Linked DNA regions of Mus musculus: all the other regions are linked to region 2. Evidence: chromatin contacts called from public promoter capture Hi-C data. All regions are on one chromosome and are shown on one strand. The core of a region is the stretch at or near the end of the contact, and the rest is flanking DNA. Distances in the headings are between cores, read along the strand shown.

What was found. Promoter capture Hi-C pulls out the DNA fragments that hold promoters and counts their contacts.
Region 1: a promoter capture Hi-C map of liver shows a contact between it and region 2, with 2.3 times the contacts expected there. The contact joins the promoter of Fam227a here to the promoter of Rac2 in region 2. A contact is called at or near these places in 3 of 39 promoter capture datasets (liver and pre-B cells).
Region 3: a contact with region 2 is called in a promoter capture Hi-C map of pre-B cells, with 2.5 times the contacts expected there. The contact joins the promoter of D730005E14Rik here to the promoter of Rac2 in region 2. A contact is called at or near these places in 2 of 39 promoter capture datasets (liver and pre-B cells).

Annotation. Positions count from the first base shown.
Region 1 is chr15:79,657,209-79,660,729 of GRCm38.p6, forward strand. Fam227a (family with sequence similarity 227, member A) reads right to left here and starts at 1,748. Exons shown (of 18, transcript NM_029407.1): 1 at 1,473-1,748. Cby1 (chibby family member 1, beta catenin antagonist) reads left to right here and starts at 2,019. Exons shown (of 5, transcript NM_028634.3): 1 at 2,019-2,085.
Region 2 is chr15:78,571,286-78,575,027 of GRCm38.p6, forward strand. Rac2 (Rac family small GTPase 2) reads right to left here and starts at 1,498. Exons shown (of 7, transcript NM_009008.3): 1 at 1,326-1,498. The coding sequence starts at 1,360. It overlaps Gm36738 (predicted gene, 36738), which reads right to left. Exons shown (of 2, transcript NR_155437.1): 2 at 3,126-3,387.
Region 3 is chr15:79,891,077-79,894,766 of GRCm38.p6, forward strand. D730005E14Rik (RIKEN cDNA D730005E14 gene) reads right to left here and starts at 2,062. Exons shown (of 1, transcript NR_030675.1): 1 at 1-2,062. It overlaps Apobec3 (apolipoprotein B mRNA editing enzyme, catalytic polypeptide 3), which reads left to right and starts at 1,332. Exons shown (of 8, transcript NM_030255.3): 1 at 1,332-1,493. The coding sequence starts at 1,441.

The DNA.
Region 1 (3,521 bases), core at 498-2,997, 1.1 Mb after region 2:
GAGCTCCTCCTGCCTCTGCCTCTGAAGTGCTGCAACAGTTTGTTCTGACCTAGTTACGGAGGTCAAGGTGCTGAAGGAAGAGCAGGAGTTAACTGGCTGATGGGGAGAAGAAACAGCTCCCAGACAGAGGGCAACGAGGCTGGAAGGAAAACACTCCTGGATGCTGCCCAGCCCCACGGCCACTAGCCACACACCAAAACAAAAGTTCTGAAATTTGGTTAGCGTGACTAAAGAAATTAATAACCAATACATGGTAAAAATTTAAAATATTTGTTTATTCGTATTTTGGACAAACCGAGTTAAGTGCAACAATAGTCAAGTTAATTTAATCTGTTTTGAATTGACTTGTTAAAAAGCCTAGGGCCGGGTATGGAGCACTAGCCTTTAATCCCAGCGCTCTGGAGAAAGAGGCGGGAGGACTTTTGTAAGTTGGGAGAGCAGCCAGAACTACATATTGAGCCCCAGTCTCAAATATCAAACAAACAAAGCGGGGCTGGTGAGATGGCTCAGTGGGTAAGAGCACCCGACTGCTCTTCCGAAGGTCCGAAGTTCAAATCCCAGCAACCACATGGTGGCTCACAACCATCCGTAACGAGATCTGACTCCCTCTTCTGGAGTGTCTGAGGACAGCTACAGTGTACTTACATATAATAAATAAATAAATAAATCTTAAAAAAAAAAAAACAAACAAAGCAAAAGGGTAGGGGTTGAAGGCAGGCTGGGTGTGTGTCTGTAATTCCAGCACTGAGAGGCTGAGGCAGGAGGATGAGATAAGGAGTACCCAGGGAGACTTTATCTCAAAATACGAAAGGTGCTTCGGGGATAGCACCGGTAGAGGGCGCACAAGGTTTAATATCAAAAAGCTTCTAGAGCCTGGCGGTGGTGGCGGACGCCTTTAATCCCAGCACTTGGGAGGCAGGCGGATTTCTGAGTTTGAGGCCAGCCTGGTCAACAGACTGAGTTCCAGGACAGCCAGGGCTACACAGAGAAACCCTGTCTCGAAAAAAACAAACAAGCAAACAAACAAACATACAAACAAACAAACAAACAAAAAAACTTCTAGAATGATCGCAACTTTCAAATGTGTTCTGCTTTATGTTTCTGTAGCGGTTGCTACACTAGATATGGTTGATTTTGATGTGGAATTCTCTCTTCGAACGCTGTGTGGCAAAGGTGGAGGAAGACTGCTTGGAGCTGGGTCCTGTCCTTTATGGTGGGATGACCTCGTACACCCACTAGGCAGCCAAGAAACGCCTCCTGGATGGCCATTTCTTCATTTACCAAACCGAGCTACAATGTCCTTAGGACTTGAGGAATCCTGGAGCTGACTCTCCAGTTCTCTACCCCTTGTACACTGGGCAACCTTCCCTGGACCTCAGTTTCCCTTGCTTGTGGGAGTGTGGAGGAGGCAAGACTGGCAGGAGCCAGTTTGCTACTGGCAGGGAGTCGTCATATCTGTCCGTCTGTCTTACCTGAAAGCTTCGGCAGAAGCGTCAGGGCGGGTTCCGCCACCAGCCCCTCCAGTGACCGGACCAAGCTCCGGATGTCCGCCAGCATCCGCGGCCCAAGGGGCGCGGTTTGCTTTGTGGCCGGGGCGGGGGAGCTGCAGGTCGGTCCATTTTGCTACTGTGAGTCCAGCCTGGGTCACCACTTAACATTTTTAACACAACAAAGCAGCTTTCGGCCTGCTTTGTTGCCAAGGAAAACGATTACTATGACGACGGCGGCGCTGACCCGGGGACCAGACCAACGTATTTAGGGGGTCATGCCTCTCCCAGCCTATGCCACAAGGCATGTGTGTATCTCCAGAAGTCGTGCCCAAGGCATGTGTGTATCTCCAGAAGTCGTGCCCAAGGCTTTCTTCTATTCGTGAACCTTAGAGAGTCCGCAGGGGCTCCGCTGCTTCGCGGAGGCTCGTCTCGGAGCTGGCTCCCTCTGCATTCTCAGTGGTAGAAGCCAGAGAGGCTGCGCATGCGCACGATGGTTGCCCGGCGCCGGCCAATCGCGGTCGCGGCGGTTGACGCGGCCTGGGCAGATCCTTGCAGAAAGCTGCAGGCTAGCTCGGGATTCCGGCTTCGCAGACAGGTACCTCTGGGAGCGGCGGGCGGATATCCGTGCCAGTAGTGGTGGGTGGGATGCCCGGGTACCCCTGGAGAAGCGGGCAGGCTGGACCGTGGCATGCTCCGCGGGCACCTCTTGCGACGGAGACTCGGAGATGGTGTTTTGACCCCATCCTTTGAAGGTCTTCTCCTAACCCGTACAGAACTCTTTGGGTTTTGTGACCCGTGAGACTGGCTGGCTCTTAACTTTTTCGAGACACCTTTCCCTTTGAGAATCCAGTGAAAACCAAAGATGCTTCCTTCCTTTATTTTTTGTCAGAATGAAGAGAATGTATTTTATAGCCTGATGCAAACTAAAGCTTCGCACAGTAAGTGCATTTCCCTGTAAAGGGGGACAATTTGATCTACTTCTCAGGGTCATGGTGAGCATCAAATGTCCCAACAGTTTGTAAACATGAAAGCACTCTTAACCTACGAGCTGCAGGCTGTTATCATTCGTGATTATAAATAAGGGACGTCACTGGCCGGAGAAATGGATCAGAGTCTCAGAGAACTGGTTGCTGTTGCAGAGAACTGGGATTCGATTCCCAGCTCACAAACGCCAGTAACTCTAGTTGTAGAATCTGCAGACACAAGGCACGACCATGGTATCCCAGGCAAAACACTCAGACACATTAAAAACAACAGCAAACAAAGCCTTTGAGGCCCTTGGGGGATGATAAAACGTTGGACTCCCCAGAGGGTGAGCAACAGGGTTGGTTGGGAACCAAGTGCAAACCTTTAATTTTCTTGGCCCATAGTCTTCTATGAGAGAGCTTCCCTAAAGAACCCTAGGATACCTTGAACGGTGTGTGTATGTGTGTGTGTTTAAAAAAAAAAATCTGTGAAGGGGACTAGAGAAAAGGCTCAGTGAATGTGGGTACTTGCTGCTCAAGTGTGAGACCATGGATTCAAGTCCCCAACATCTCAGTTAAAAGCCTACCACAAGCCGGCGCGTGGTGGCACACGCCTTTAATCCCAGCACTCGGGAGGCAGAGGCAGGCGGATTTCTGAGTTCGAGGCCAGCCTGGTCTACAAAGTGAAGTTCCAGGACAGCCAGGGCTACACAGAGAAACCCTATCTCGAAAAACCAAAAAAAAAAAAAAAAAAAAAGCCTGCTACAAGCTCGGACCCCTGCAATGCTAACACTGTTGGTGGCGGAGACAGGATTGCTTGTGCTCGCTGGCCGCCAGTCTAGCTCCAGGTTCAGTGAGAGACCCCATCTAAAGGGAATGCAACAGGACACCTGACGTCCCCCCTCCAGACTCCGAATCTGCACACAAATATTAATAAAGTGGATACACACACACACACCTACCTGCACATATGCATGCATTCAGCACATAAACACATAATTGGAAAAAAAAATGTACCATGAAGCCTTGTGGTTTTATGACTTCTCTCTACTTGTTTTATTTAAAA
Region 2 (3,742 bases), core at 248-2,747:
ACCAACTAATGACTGTTAGGGACTGCCCATCGCCCCTCTTTGAAGTCAGAGGGGCCTGGGTTCAAATCCTCTGCCTCCAAGGCAGGTTATGTAACTTTTCGGAGTTTTGGTCTTTCCCACCTGTAAAACGAACTCTGTGATGGTAAGTAGGGTTGGTGGAAGACAGATCATACAGAGAGCCACAGCCCGGTGACCACATACAAAAGAGAAATGGGATAAATGGAGATGACCACCATTTAAGCTATCTCCCTGCCAAGCTGGGAGGTCACCCAGGTCATTCAGCAGGAAGCTGAGAGGCCAGAGGGACAGCTCCGGGCCTTCCCCAGTACAATTCCGTTAAGTCACTTCCCACTCGAGGAGGTTGCTCTGCTGTCCCTGCCCCCTAAACCTCTGCCCTCAAGCCCCAGCCTGCCACCCAGGTAACTTTGAATGCATAGAATCATTGACTTCCGGCCCTCCGTGTCCGCCCCCTCCTCCCCCAGATCAGACACAAAGCAGAAGTGAGCAGAGCAGCTGCCACAGATAACGGCTGACACCCTAGCGCGGTGGCGGCTGCAGCAGCGACCAAGTCGGACCTAGTCAGCTGAGGAGGTAGATAGCCTATGCCACCAGCAGAGCCAAAGTGTGTGTGACCTTGGGACCTAAGCCAGGAAAGGTCTCCAGGCCTCAGCCCCTCCCCGTTTCGAACTGAAGATGGCTGTCTAGTACATGTGAGGATGGATCTAGCGGGACCCAAGATAGACTTGAGGACTGCACCCTAATGTGTCGGAATATATGGGAGACACATGAAGAAACTCAGGCCTTGGGTTATGAGAGCCTGTGGTCCCAAGATCTGACAATGACTATCAGACTTTAGCAGGGCTGCAGCCAGCCTGCCCTCTGGAGTCCTTAAGAGCAGAGGCTGGACTGAGAGTCAGAAAGCTTGGAGATTGCCAGAAGTCCCCTAGGCCCAGCAAGACAGCAACTAGAGCCTGGGCCAGCCTGGGAAACAAAGGTCCGAAGGGCAAGCTGCTGATTTCCCTCCTCGTACCTGTACCCTGAACTGATGCTGGCCCGGTAGGAGCCCTGTCCCAGCTCTCAGGGTACAGGCAAATAGCAGCACCCCACCCACAGTCCAGGCCCTCCACCCAAGTAGCTTCCGGAGTGGGGTAGGCTGAAGGACAGGGAGCAGTCCAGACCCACCCCAAATGTTCCTTGTAAGCCCTTACAAGGAAAGGAAGCGACTTTCCCCAGAACCTCCTGGGAGCCCTGAATCTGTGGGTGTACCAGGGAGGATCTCAGAGGCATCCTGGTAGGGGTGGGAGACAACTCAGCCAGGTACTTACCCATCACCCACCACCACACACTTGATGGCCTGCATTGCATCTGAGGCCCAGCAGCCAGGGATGACAGTTGGGGGCCAGGAGCGTTGCTGTGGACACCAGTGGTATGGAGTGGCTAGGAGGTACCCGGCAGTGAGGAGCAGCACCCCAGCTCAAGAGGCGGGAGGAAACGGAAGAGGAACTTACCCAAGCTGCTGCCCCACAGCCTTGAGGGGGTGGAGCATGCGGTCTGGAAGAGGACCTGGGGCCCCACAGGTGCTAGGTTGGGCCCAGGCCACCAAGGGCACTTGACTTAGGCTCCAAAGGGAACCCAGGCACCCTAGAGAATTGAAGATTCACTTCCTAAGCCAGGGCAGGGACAAAGTTGCTCTCGAAGAATCTGCATCCTCCAAGAAGTCAGTTGGCCTGACTCCCATGGGCAAACACTTGAGTGCCTACTGTGTATCAGGCATTGTGTTGGGAGCTGGTGACTCTAAAATGCAGGAAGCCAGGTTGTCCTGGAGTTCCTGCTCTGTAGAGAAGGCAAACCACACCACAGGTGCTGTGAGCAAGGCAGGAGACATGGGCCAAGGGAGAGCTACAGAGTGACCTCAGAGTCACCAGCAGGGAAAACTGGTGGCTATGACGTGTGATGTCAAACAAAGTTGGCCCGGGGGGGGGGGGTGCTGCCTAAGCAAGGGCCAGTGTGTAGAGAGAAGGCAAAGGAGGGGGAGGGAAAGAGAGAAGGGAAGAGGTAGAGGAGAGGGGAGAAAAGGAGGAAGGGGAGGAAGGGGGGAAATTGGGAGGGGAGGAAGTGGAGGAAAAGGGGGAGGAGGAGGAAGGAGAGGAGGGAGGATAGGGAAAAGGGAAGGAGTTGGAAGAGAAGGAAGAAGAGGAGTAGTGAGAGGAGGAGGAGGAGGAGGAGGAGTGAGAGGAGGAGGAGGAGGAGGAGGAGGAGGAGGAGGAGGAGGAGGAGGAGGAGGAGGAGGAGGAGGAAGAGTCAGGGACAGATGCAGTAGAGCAAGCTGGTAGAAGTTTGGCAAGTCCAAACCTTCTCACAGCATGGTGCAATCTAAGCTTTCAGGAAGCTGAGACAAAGGGATTGCTGGGAGCTTGAGTCCAGGATTCAGAGTGAGAGTTCCAAGGCAGCCAGAGCCATCGAGCGATACAGCAAGATCCTAGCTGGGAAACCACTCCAAACCGAAAATCCTACCTACAAACTGTCGTAGGCTTCTTGCCGTTTTGATGATATCAACTACACTCGCCTTGTGTTGGGCATTTGTGTTTATAAGTGTTTGGTTGGGTGTTTGTGTTTGCAGGTGTTTTGTTGGGCATTTGTGTTTTTAGTTGTTTATTGGACTTTTGGGTTTCCTATTACACAAGTTACTATTTGTGTATTTGTCCATTTCTCTACTGGAGTATTTTTTCCCCTCATATTTATTTGGAGAAGTTCGGTGTTTGATTTTTCAAGTGTGAATTGCTATAACCGTTTCATAGTTCATTTCCAGTATGTGGAATTATTTTTTTTGAAGCTGTGATATTTATAAAGGTTTATTTGTATGTGGTCAACTTTAATTTTTCTTCCCTAATGATTGATACTCTTTGAGTGATTCTTTCTTAAGCATTCCTATGCAATTTCACAAAGATATTCTACAAAGTGTGTACAGTTTCTGTCTACAGACAGTGACCTTGATACACAGAGTGGATTTTAGATGACAAAGGGGCTGCTAGTAGGTTTTGTGAGATGTTGATTTGATTTCTCTAGGGCTTTCTTAGTTTCTATTCCTATCACTATGAAAAAAAAATACTCCGACCACAGCGACAGAAGGGAGAAAGGGTTTATTCTGGTTCATGGTTCAAGGTTAGAATCCATCACAGTGGGGAAGTCGTCAGAGTAGCAGGAGCTTGGAGCAGCTGGTTGCCCACAATCAGGAAACAACGATGAGCGCATTGCTGCTCAGATCCTTTCTTCATTTAACACAATGCAGTTTCCCAGCCTACAGGATGGTGCCACCCACAGTGGGCTGATCTTCCCACCTCAAATCGATGTGCTCCAGATGTCTTTCTCCCAGGTGACTCTGTCGTGCTGACAATGGACACAGACCATCATCCCAGAGTGCCATCTATTAAACAAAGTTCTACCTATCTTTTCCCAGTGAATGGGCAGTCAAGAAGCCTCGTGGACCAAGACTGTCACCTGCAAACCAAACCTTGGCCCCTTTCTCTGCTAGTCCTCCCATCCACCCAGGGGCTGACACAAGCCTGCTTCAGTTACCCCAGCTCCAAGCCTAGGAGAAACGTGCCTCTCTTACATTCCTTCAGGATTGTTCTAGTGTTTGATGAATCTCTGCTCTTCCATCTACACTGTGGAATAAGCTCAAGCAAATGACATAAGAGTCCTGGGCTGTCCTGCGTTCAACCTGCAGCAGCGAGTAGGGACC
Region 3 (3,690 bases), core at 812-3,311, 1.3 Mb after region 2:
CCCTCTTTTGAATGGTATATACACATAGGTGCAAACAAACACTCATACAAATACATGTAATAAAGAAATAAATACAGTGACTGGCGCTATTTCTTTCATTCATTTCTTATAACAGTTTGGGCACTTGCTAAGTTTCTTACATAAACCACATTTTATCTTGCCAGCATCCCAATAAGGTAGCTTTTTTAAAATGCCCATTTATAGATGAAGAATATTAGACTCAGGATGTTAAATAAATCATCAAAGGCCACATTAAGAAAGAGACAGAATATCTTGGCTGCAGGGCTGGTATTATTAGCACTATGTCCTCCTTTGGATCTGAGTTTGGTGCATTTTCTGGATCTACTTTTGTTATATTTTCTTTTTATATGTGTCTACTTCCGACTGAAGTATTATTTCCCATTAGTGCTGTTATATTGTGTCCATTTGTTTTCCAAGACAGTAGAAAACTACACACACTCCCTCCCCCACCAAGTTCAACAAGTTTGGCTTTGTAAAGAAATAAGGATAGCCTTCCACCAGATGGGGGCGCTGTGACACGCTCGCCCTACAGGAACTGGCTACTGTGCCCAGAGCCTCTGTGGAGAGCACCGTGTATACCTGCACACGTGTATCCCAAACCACTGGAAGATTACTTGACTCCGTGTGCATTCACTCCTCCAAAGAACGCTAGCTGAACCTCAATAACCAGAAGCGTGCACTTGCTACATTTGACTGGTCCACGCTACTGCCCTCGAGAGACACAGGTCTGTGAGAACAGTAAACTCATTTCGGTCTCCCTCATCTGCAGGGAAACAAGCTTGGATGACGGGCTCTGATACCAGCTCGGCCACCTGCTGCTGGCTGATTCGGAGCCATCAATGATCCATTTTTGTGCTCCCCGTTGATCTCAGTCTAGCTCCACACCTGGGGCAGTTGGGAAATTAGAGGTGAAGGGTGCCAAAATCCAAGCCACAATTAGAAATGCGAAGCCAGGCTGTCCCCTCCCCTCCTAAGCCGAAGGGAGAAAATGTAAGGGTCCCCACTCCTTAACACCTACAGAGTCAAACCCTTGGTTCAACTGGCAGCTTTGGCTGCAAGCTCGGCACAGGATGGTCTAGGCAGGTTGGATGGAGACGCCTGGGGCCACCCTTGGGGCGTCTGTCCTACCCTCACCGCGGTCGGCATCAGCTTCTCTCTACCATCAGTTAGTTTCCCTTTCTCTTTGCGATCCCCGCGGGCCGCTGTACAGAGGAGCAGGTCTCTGCCAAGCCAAGGGACAAAGAGGTGGGCAGGAGCCTTCTGGGCTTGATCGCCTAGAGCCCTCCCATTCCGGGAGCTGATGCAGGAAGAAGGTGGGGCCTGCATTCACTTGGCCCGGGAGGTCAGTTTCACTTCTGGGGGTCTTCCATAGCCTGCTCACAGAAAATGCAACCCCAGCGCCTGGGGCCCAGAGCTGGGATGGGACCATTCTGTCTGGGATGCAGCCATCGCAAATGCTATTCACCGATCAGGTACCGCTGGCCCCGCTCCTCCAAAATTTTCACTGCAGTCTCTTCCTGGTGGCCCCCATTTTGCTGTATACCGAGCCTCTCCTCTAGGTCCCCAGCTCCCGATTCCTCTCTCACATTCTCCAGGATACTCCGTAGCTCCCACTCCCCTCGAGGGTCCTTGTTCTGAGCCGCTTCGGTTACCTTATAGCTGCTTCTAAACTGGCCACCCTGTACCCCTCTCCACGTCACCCATATTTCTTCCTGTTGAGACTTCTCAGTCTGGGGTTACTCGCCTTTGGGTCTTCATGCTGATCCAGGGCTAGGCTGGTCTGGGCTTCAAATTTTAAAGAGAAATCCATGGAAGCAGACTTTGGACGACCATGTATGGAGAACTTTCGATAGATGTCCTAGAATATCCGTGCTGTTTTAACCCAACCTCAGGGGATACTGGGAGAAGAGGGGACCACTCTCTAAGGCAATGTGAACCACCTTTCCAGAAGTAGCCACTCTGAGCTGGGAAAGGGAAAGGGTAAAGAGAAATTCCCCTAACACACCCATTGCCTGGATGCTTGTGGAGACTTCTCGGAACCACACCAGTCAGCTAAGAGAAAAAGAGAAATAATAGGGGGCGGGGTTGGCACTGGAGAGAGATGGCTCAGCAGTTAAGAACCTTTGTCACCTTCCACAGAGGACCAACTGCTACCAGCAAACACATGGTATGGCTCACAACCACCTATAACTACAGCTTCTGGGAATCCAAGGCCTTCTCCTGACCCCCAGACATGCACATATTAATTCAGAACACATACACATATGTATACATGCCCAATGGCAAGAGATGTGAGTGGCCGGGTGTGGTGGCGCACGCCTTTAATCCCAGCACTCGGGAGGCAGAGGCAGTCGGATTTCTGAGTTCAAGGCCAGCCTACAAAGTGAGTTCCAGGACAGCCAGGACTACACAGAGAAACCCTGTCTCGAAAAAAACAAAAGAAAAAAAAAAAGAAAGAGAGAGATGTGAGTGTATTTTAAACCTACATATAAGAAGAAAGTTATACTGCCTACTCCCTTGGGTGACATTCTGATTTTTGTCCCTTCTCCTGGTGCCTGTGATGTCGGTGGAGGCCACTGTCCCGTGGGCAGCCCAGCTGCAAGTGGTGCGTGCATGCGTGGGTGTGGTGGAAATGCAGGCTTTAACTTCAAAGCTAATACTTTTACCCGCTGAACCATCTCCCTGGCCCGTCTTTCGAACCAATTCACCTCACCCTGAGCAACTTTGTCCTGTCCAGTGATGGATAGACCTGTATAGAGAGAGGCGACAGTCATATCACAGAATAGCATGTCTTCAGTCTTCAACAGAAAGCCCCTGGCCAGCTGTCTGTCTCCAGGATTAGGGCTCCTGAAGCCAGTTATCAGCAATTATCTGTTAATAGCCTTGTCCCCTGGGTGTGGCCTTGTAACCAGTCCCAGATGTCACCTCTCCTTCCAGAGTCAGAGATAAGCCTCCGATCCCATTCTTCTGACCAAGGCTTGATAGACGTCTGATTTTTCCAGCTCTTTTCTACAGGCTGCTGGCTATGAGGGAAAGGGTCCAGCCTGGGGTCCTCCCAGGCCACTAATACCTAGCCAGCTTTGAGGGAAGGGATCCAGACTCTGTCTCCTGATTTTTTTTTTTTTTTTTAAGATTTATTTATTGTAAGTACACTGTAGCTGTCCTCAGACACTCCAGAAGAGGGAGTCAGATCTCGTTACGGATGGTTATGAGCCACCATGTGGTTGCTGGGACTTGAACTCCTGACCTTCAGAAGAGCAGTCAGGTGCTCCTACCCACTGAGCCATCTCACCAGCCCCCTGTCTCCTGATTTTTGGTTGTTATTATATTGTGGAATTTTATTGTGATGGTGGTGGTAGTTTGGCTGTGTTGTTGTTGTTGCTGTTCTTTACATTCTTGTCTCCCTCTCCCACCCTCCCCCACCCCAGCCCCGACAGGATTTTACTATGAAGCCCTGGCTAGCCTGGCACTCACTATATAGTTCAAGTAGGACTCGACCTTGGCATAATCTTCTTGTTTCTGCTCCTTAAAGACTATAGTTACAGGCTTGGGCTTTCCCTGTCTATTTGGGGGGACCCTCGCCTGCAGGGTCAGGGAAGGACTTGATGAGTTCAGGTTCGAGAAATCCTGAGACATTAGATTGCCCATGTGACGTTAGGAATTTCTCTA